2 separate regions of the Mus musculus genome follow, and region 2 is linked to region 1. A link is a contact called in public promoter capture Hi-C data. All regions are on one chromosome and are shown on one strand. Each heading gives the region's core, a stretch centred on a gene start, on an enhancer-like site or on the middle of the called end of the contact. The rest is flanking DNA. Distances are from core to core; before and after follow the strand shown.

Region 1 (4,106 bases), core at 148-2,647:
GTGGGACACTACAGATTGGAACAGTCTGCCCCAGCCGGTTCCCCCACAGCACCCTCATTGCATTCAGACCTCCACTTAGTCCCAAACAGCTCAGTGGCTCTGAAGAGTCCTAGGGAGGAGACCTAGAGGCTCAAGGGGCTGCTTGAGCTAGAAAGAATACGTGGTGGAAGCCAGAGAAGTGACTCAATGGTTAAGGTCACTTGCCACTAAGCATATTGAGGAGGAAGAGGAGGAGGAGGAGGAGGAGGAGGAGGACTCGAAATTCTGTCTTAAAAATAAATAAATGAATAAATAAATGAATAAATAAATAAATGTATGTTTTGGTTGGCTGAGAAAGAGTTCTTCCTCCCCAAAGGCTTTCCCCACTTGTGCATGAGATTCTGTCCTGGGACTACAGGTAGCAGATCAATTTCAAGACAGCCCCCAGGTTTCCTGGAAGTACCAAAAGACTACATGTTTGCTACTGAAGAGAAACACAAGGTTCTCTCTCCCTCTCTCCAGGGGAGCCTGTCAGGAAGAGTAGACCCCCTTCAACACGGGTTCCAGTCCCATCCTGACATGCTACAGCTTTGAGGCCTTGAGCACACGGCTCCCCCCTGTTTCCACGCCTCATCCTCTCCTCTCTAAGGCGGGGTGAATTGCATCTCCTTATGAAAAGGCAATAATGGGTGGACGAGGCTGATCACACTGGCCGGTCTGGATTAAACCAGGCAAGTATCATTTTCATCACCGCTTTATTGTCCATCCTAGATGCTCTGGCTAGCCCAGCCCAGTTCTACCTCCCCTGCATCAGCAAACAGGCCGAAACCCAAGCTGGGGTGGAAAAGGAAGCCTTGAGCTGCACCTGCCCTGCCCTTTGCCTAGTTAGCCGAGGCTGCTTGTCTCAGCAAGAGGATGTGGAGCTCTGCCCTTCTCCTGGGGCCCAGCCCCTTGCCTCGGGATAGGAGGAGCCTTTGACATGTGTCCCTGCAGCCTCCCGGGAGTTCCTCCCTGGAGAGGCAGATAGAGAAATAGGGGTGAGTCACTGAACCCTGTTCCCTTGTCATTGTCTGCCTGAGTCAGTGTCCTTAGGCCACAGGGATGACACTCTGTGGCCTTTTCCCTGTGAGCCAACACACACACCCCTCCTCCCTGCCCTGGGCCTGATCAGTCTGGCCAGGTCTTGCCTGGGTGCAGCCAGAAAAGTCTCTAAGCCCCCTGGGCAACATGACTTTGAATTTAGGGAGTTTCACTGCCAGGGGAAAAAAAAAAAGAAAACGAAAGAAAGAAAAAAAAGAAAAAAGTAGGTTCTAGGTCCTCAAAGCTGCCAATTTACTGTGTGACCTTGAAACTCTCTTGATGTCCATCTCATTTGTACAATAAGCAATGGTAGGGTCAGGTCCCTCTCCAGCTAGGCCATCTGAGCCGTTTCTGGCCAATGCTTCTCCCTGCTCTAGTGAGTCCCCTGTGCTGTGACATCATCCCTGCCTAGAAAGGGTGAAATGATGGGCTAGTTCCTAGGCAGGACCCCAGAACAGCTGAGACACCATCTACACACAATGACCTATCCTAACTACTCCTGGGCTGCAACAGAACTAGGGAAGGCTGACCAGGAGAAGGAGCCTGGCTACAGCCTGGACCTCTGGGCTCTTCTAGCTCTACCCTGACCTAATCCACTCTACTTCACACTGGAGCACTCAGCTTGGAGTCAGGAATGCTTCAGTGGTACAGCGCTTGCCTAATGAAGCATGCGATACCACCGTCAAAAACAAAAATAAAACCTGGTGGCAATAGTGCATGCCTTTGATCCCATTAACCAGGAGTGGGGGGTATGGGTAGGAGGGGGTGAATCTCTGTGAGTTCAAGGCCAGCCTGGTCTACAGAGTGAGTTCCAGGACAGCCAGGGCTACACAGGGAAACTTGGTCTCAAAAAAAAAAAAAAAAAAAAAAAAACAAGCTGCCCTCGTTAGTTCTGACACTTTTTTAGACATGAGAAAAATACCAGACGCATAGAAGACATGATTTTTGTTTTGTTTCTCTGTGTAGCTCTGGCTGTCCTGGAACTCACTTTGTAGACCAGGCTGGCCTCAAACTCAGAAATCCGACTGCCTCTGCCTCCCTAGTGCTGGGATTAAAGGCGTGCGCCACCATGCCCAGCCAGAAGACACGATTCTTGTCTCTTGATGTGAGGTTCTCTGGACTACAAACAAACAAACAAAACCCATGGGGCTGGAGATGAAGGTCACCTGGTAAAGTCCTTGCCTAGCATCCGTGAAGGCCTGGGTTTGGTCTCTAGCATTATATAAACTGGGGAGCTGGCGCAGGCCTCTAATCCCAGTGCTTGGGAGGTGGAGTTCAAGGCCATCCTTGACTATACAGGGAGTTTGAAGCCAACCTAGTTTACATGAGACAGGGAACCGGAAGGTGTTGGGCAGGCTCTGGAAAACCAGAATGTTCACCAGGCAGTAACTTGTGCTACCAAAGCTGTGTAAAAACTGTTTTCTTTTCAAGTTACATGGTAAGACTGGCCGCTAGAGATAATTACAGAAGAGGCTGGATGGCCCAATGGTTAAGAGCACTAGGTGCTGTCCCGGAGGAACTAGGTTCAATTCCTAGTGGCACAGTTCCAGGAGACTGGACACCAGTCAAGCACATGGTATACATGTTTAAATGCAGGCAAAACATTCATACACATTAAAAAAAAAAAAGATAATTACAGCGGCTGAAGATGATGGCTCAGCAGTTAAGATGGCTCAGTTGCCAGTATCTATGTTAGCTCAGGTCACAACTGCTTGTAACTCCAGCTCCAGCGGAATCTAATGCCTCTGGACTCTGAGAGCACTGTACTCATCTGTACACACAGGCCCTATACACACACACATAATTAAAGTCGAAACAAGCTGAGAATGGAGCATACCTTTAATCTCAGTGATGGGGAGACAAAGGTCTGCCTTTGAGATTAAAGGTAGGGGGATCTCTGTTAGTTTAAGGCCAGCCTGGTTTACATAGCAAGTTCCAAGACAGCTCTTACTAACATAATAAGAATAATATAATAATACTAAATATATAATAATAAGCTAAAAATAAATATTTTGGGTTTTTTTTTGTTCTGTTTTGTTTTGACATTAAAAAGCAAAACAACTCTCGAACCAGGCTGCTTCAGCCATGAACAACGCCGAAATGGCCAAGATTAAGGCTCTGGACTGCGCGGCAAGAAGAAGGAGGAGCTGTTGAAACAACTGGGCGATCTGAAGGTGGAATTGTCCCAGCTTCGGGTCGCCAAAGTGACAGGCGGCGCCACATCCAAGCTCTCCAAGATACGAGTGGTTCGCAAATCTATCGCCCAAGTCCTCACTGTTATTAGCCAAACTCAAAAAGAAAACCTCAGGAAATTCTTCAAGGGCAAGAAATGCAAGCCCCTAGACCTGCAACCCAAGAAGACTAGAGCCATGTGCCGCCGGCTCACCAAGCACGAGGAGAAGCTGAAGACCAAGAAGCAGCAGCGGAAGGAGCAGCTGTATCCTCTTCGAAAGTATGCAGGCAAGGCCTGAGATGACAACAACAATAAAGTGCAAGACTGACTGGCAAAAAAAAAAAAAAGCAAAACAAAAGGTTGTGCTGGCTGTCCTGAAACTCACTCTGTAGACCAGGCTGGCATCAAATTCGGAGATCTGCCTGCCTCTGCCTCCCAAGTTCTGGGTTTAAAGGCGTGCGTCACTACCACCCAGAGAATATTTTTTTAAAATATCTTTTTATTTATTGTATGTATATGCATACACTGCAGCTGTCTTCAGACACACCAGAAGAGGGCATCGGATCCCATTACAGTTCTACAAGATGAAGAAAAGACCCCTAGAAGTTGAGAGAAGATGTCTCAAAGGGTAGAAGGCAGAAATAAACGTCATACACTCAGGGCAGGAAGGCCAGAAGCACAAGATGACTTTGGAGAGATCCTTAGGGCCTCACCATCAGCCTTTGACCCAGATGGGGAGTTGGGGGTCTTCTCTCTTTTTTGGGGGGTAGGGGTCTTCTGTTGTCTCCCAGGTTGCCTCTTTTTATAACCAAACTTTTCTTCCATGTATTTAACTAACAAACCCCTCCTTCCCCAACCCCTCCTTTATGCTAGC
Region 2 (4,035 bases), core at 1,291-3,790, 340 kb before region 1:
CACTTAGAATGAGGGTGTGTTCACAGCGGTGGGTGACAATTAAAAACATTTCCTTTCTGCAGTGGTTTGTAGCAAATACAGGAAGTGCTCCTAACAGCCTCACGTGAGTGCCAGCCACCTCTGCAAAACAAGATGCCCAAGATCTCTCGCTAGGTTAAAAAACTGAAGGGAAAACCAAGGTTTAAGGTCTAAGCAGCCACCTGGAGTGGATGAGGCATCTGTCCTATGTGCTGGAGGACTGCCAGGGAACTACATATGAAACTGCTGAGTATAGATGAGGCACACAACGCCTTCGGGGGGAGCTGCAGGCAAGGGTGATTTTCTTTCCTTCCTGCTTTGTGATAAGGTCTGCCATGTTGCCCAGATTAGCTTTGGACTTACTTCTAGGCACAAGGGATCTTCCTGCTGCAACCTCCCAAATTCAACAAGGTGTGCCCCAGTCACCAGCTTTTAGAGCCACCTCAGTGGAGCCATCTCCCTGAACCTCAGCCCGTGTGCTGAAGTCAGGCTGAGAGCTCTTCTGTAAGGCAGCTGCATCTCAGCAATGATGGCGCCTAATGAAGCTAAGTGGGGCTTTGGGGTGACACAATGGTCCTGTCTTTGAGCTTACCCACATGTCTTTCTGCAAGCCTGAACCCGCCTGGGTGTCCTGCCAGTTAACACATTTTTCTCTACTATCTGCTCCGGAGTGCCTGGTCCAGAACAGGAGTAAAATAAAATATGCTGGATAAGTCAACCGATGCATGTCTCATTTATTTATAAAAGCGGAGGGGAGAGTTAGTTTCCTTACGCCCTGTCACGTAGACTACCATGATACACTTGTGGCAAAAGATCAGCGTTACCACACACATGTTCTCCGTCTGTTCTCAGAGTATCACCTCCATTACCAAGTGGTGACAGGCAGAGATAAAATATTCCAGTGTGTTCAGTTATCTATGCAAAGTGGGGCACTGAGGGAAATGTGGCTCTCTCTGCTGGAGTAAGAGAAAGCCCGAGGTCAGCAGATGTTGTGAACCAGCGATAGTGAGGGTTGGGAATTAGCCAGCTGTGAACAACCAGCGCAGGCCCCGTCCTGTGCCAGGCGACGAGGGAAGCACTCCCTAACTTCCCACCTCGCAGCTGCCCTGCGAGCTCTGCAGAGCGCTGCTCTTTGTTATTTGTGGATCTATAGTCCCGAGATCAATCAATACAAGGTATTCCCTCAAAACAGTCTGTAGATAAACAGACAGGAGATGTAATAAGACTCTGAAAATGAGTTACACATGAATCCCACGGGGGTGGGGGGGTGGAGAGACAGATAGACAGACAGACATGCTGTGTATTTCTATGAACTGAGGCTTTTACTTCAGTGCACCAGAATGTCCCCGTAAGGCTCTCTGCCTGAAAAGCCCAGCAAGGGGGACATCTTGCTGCATTTTCTTCATCACTCTTTGCCTTTGTGGAAGAACAAGTGACCCCCCCCCCCAAATCCTTCAAGTGGCAGGGTGCATTCTGCTTTTAGGCCCAGGATGGGAAAGCACTCAGGGAAACATTATGGCCTGACTGCAAAATGTCACCCATAGGCTCGTGTGTCTGAATACTTGGTCCCCAGCTGGTGGTCCCCAATTTGGGGAGCTGTGGAACTTTTTGGCCATGGTATAATTGGGAATTATATAGGGATACAGAGGTCACTATGAGGGGTGTAGGCTGGCCCCTGTTCCTGGTTTATCTGATTCCTAACTGCTACTGCAGTGTAATTAGGCATGGCCTGTCGCTGCTGCCACACCCTCTCTGCCTTGATGGACCATACCCTTTCCAAAAGCTACTTTACCACAGGGACGGGGGAAAGTAAGCCAATAATACAGGAACTGAACAGTACTCACAGCCAAGAAGCCCAGCTTGCCTCCACAGCGGGTCTTGAGCCCCATGGCCGCTGTCAGGTGGATCTCAATCAGTGTGCTTGGTAGGATTTTCTCCTCCGCACACTCGGCCAGGTTCACAGCACACAGAGCCATGTGCACATCTGAACAGGCAGATCCCGCCGGAAGCTTCCCTAGGGCGGGCAGAAACAGACACTCATGTCAACAGTCTCCAAGACGACAGTCTCATTGCCTCTCCAGTACAATCATTAACAGCGATTGTAAACCGTCACCTACAGACTCAGGGGTTTTAGCACGGGGTCTGCACTTGGTGGCACTCCCCACCTGGGCAGACTGTGTTGCCTTTATAAGGTGGGCCTAGGTGACAGATGGGAGCTATTGGGGCGGGCCTTTGAGGACTACCGCACACCTCCAGATCCAGGCTGACTCCGCATTCTCTCTGTGGCTGAAAGCTGCCTTTGGCCACGAAGGACTATACTCTGCAAACCGAGAACCAAAGCAAACATCTCCTCTTATTTGTGTCAAAGAGGTGCCAGAGGAGACGAGAAGTGGCCTTTGTGCTCAGAAAGGTGCAAAGGTGCGGACGGGATGCAGGCTCAGCAAGTTACTAGCTATGTGGCTCCCTGCCTCTCCTACCGACTGGAACTTGGCTTGTGGTTACTGTTAGGATTAGCTGCTAGGAGTGCTGGTCACTGGACAGAAGTCAGGTGTGTGGTGCAATCCTTCCCAAAGCCCTGTCACTAGCACGGCCACATTCTGTTGGTAAAGGGCTAAATTTCCAAATATTTGAAGGGAGACAATGAAAACAACACAAAACCCAAGTGGCTCTTGGTTTCCTTACCCTCCTCCTACATACTTCACAGAAGGGAAACAGAGCGAGACAATGCTAGTCACACACTGGTTGGATCAGCAGGGAGATAGTTTATACCGTGAGGTCAGGGGACAGACAAGGTGCCCCTGGCACAGGCCCAAGGCCCCATTGTAGCTGTCCTGAGCTTTCACAGAGTTGCAGCCTTCTGACCTCAGGGCCTCCATGGCCTCTTGTCCTCACCAGCTGAGGGGGCCTCGTAACCAGCTGCGTCCTTATGATAAGCAGGAGGCGCTCCTAGTGCCTGAGGTCACTCTGTATTAGTGTGGGCTATCTGCTTTCCCCACAAAACTCTAAGCTTTCTCCTTCAGAGAGGACAGAGCACAGTACGAGAGCCACGCTGGGGTCAGCCCTGTCCCTTCAGAGGCCCCTAGGTCCTGGGGGGAGGGAATGGTCAGCGAGTGTAGACACGGGCTGATGGAAACCGTTCTAGTTGGAACTCTAAAACTGAGCAGCTTAGTCTCGTGGTCGGAGATCGGGCATGGAGTCTGTTCTCAGGGCGCCATGAGGGGGCAAAACCCAAGAACAAAAGCAGTGCTGCAGGACAGAGCTGAGGAGCAGGACAAAGCTGAAGGTGGGGATTTCCTGGCAAAGCCGCAAGCTCACCTCAGGCTGCTCCCCTCTGGCTAAAGCTCAAAGCAGCAGGTAGCTCTGGACTTCACCTACTGCTCATGGGTACAGCAGCAGCAATCGTCTCTTCAATCGTTTGTCCTTACCCTGTCCCTCTTACCCAAGGGCCAAACACCTCTGACCTTTGACAAACTCTCCTCTGACCTTTGACTGACATCCCTCTCGGGCAGGGTCTGTTTGTTTTTCTGAGACATCATGTGCCGTTGGTTGACCTGAAACACTCTGTAGACCAGGCTGGTCTCAAACTCGGAGTCGTACCCGCCTCTGCCTCCCCAGTGCTGGGATTAAAGGATGTGCCACGATGTCTAGTTACACAGTTCCCGTCTTGACTACACTGCCCCACCCGTCCTCTGCATGAGAGGTCCCTTTCATGGGCTCCCTTGAAGGCCCAGGGCCCATCAGTTGGGCCGCAGACTCCACAGGTCCAACGTCTACCAGGTATTTCTCCTCCATGTCTCACGGCAACTGTCCAGCACAGGGCAGCACAGCCTGGCTTGGCAAATGGCCTTTCCTCCCGTTTCTCTCAGTTCTGTCAACAAACCAAACTCCTGAGCAGGAAACCAAGAGCCATCATAATCCGCACTTTTAATTTTAAACACTTATTATTTTATGTGTCTGCGTGTACCATGGACGTGTGTAAGTCCAAGCACGTCGTGGGGGACTTAGTTGGCTCCTGCC

Evidence for each region. Promoter capture Hi-C pulls out the DNA fragments that hold promoters and counts their contacts.
Region 2: a promoter capture Hi-C map of liver shows a contact between it and region 1, with 3 times the contacts expected there. The contact joins two enhancer-like sites. A contact is called at or near these places in 3 of 39 promoter capture datasets (liver, pre-B cells and stem cell-derived epiblast-like cells) and 1 of 115 datasets of contacts at active chromatin or transcription factors (embryonic stem cells).

Annotation. Positions count from the first base shown.
Region 1 is chr15:81,842,767-81,846,872 of GRCm38.p6, reverse strand. It overlaps the pseudogene Gm8444. Among named protein-coding and RNA genes, the nearest start is that of Tob2, 14 kb to the left of the region's middle. Within about 2 kb of position 1,397, at least 118 of the 459 cell types and tissues checked have an H3K27ac peak or open chromatin away from gene starts, as enhancers often do. A contact at or near this core is called in liver, where this site is marked.
Region 2 is chr15:82,183,261-82,187,295 of GRCm38.p6, reverse strand. Srebf2 (sterol regulatory element binding factor 2) reads right to left here. Exons shown (of 19, transcript NM_033218.1): 11 at 1,863-2,032. Among named protein-coding and RNA genes, the nearest start is that of Mir33, 13 kb to the left of the region's middle. Within about 2 kb of position 2,540, at least 30 of the 459 cell types and tissues checked have an H3K27ac peak or open chromatin away from gene starts, as enhancers often do. A contact at or near this core is called in liver, where this site is marked.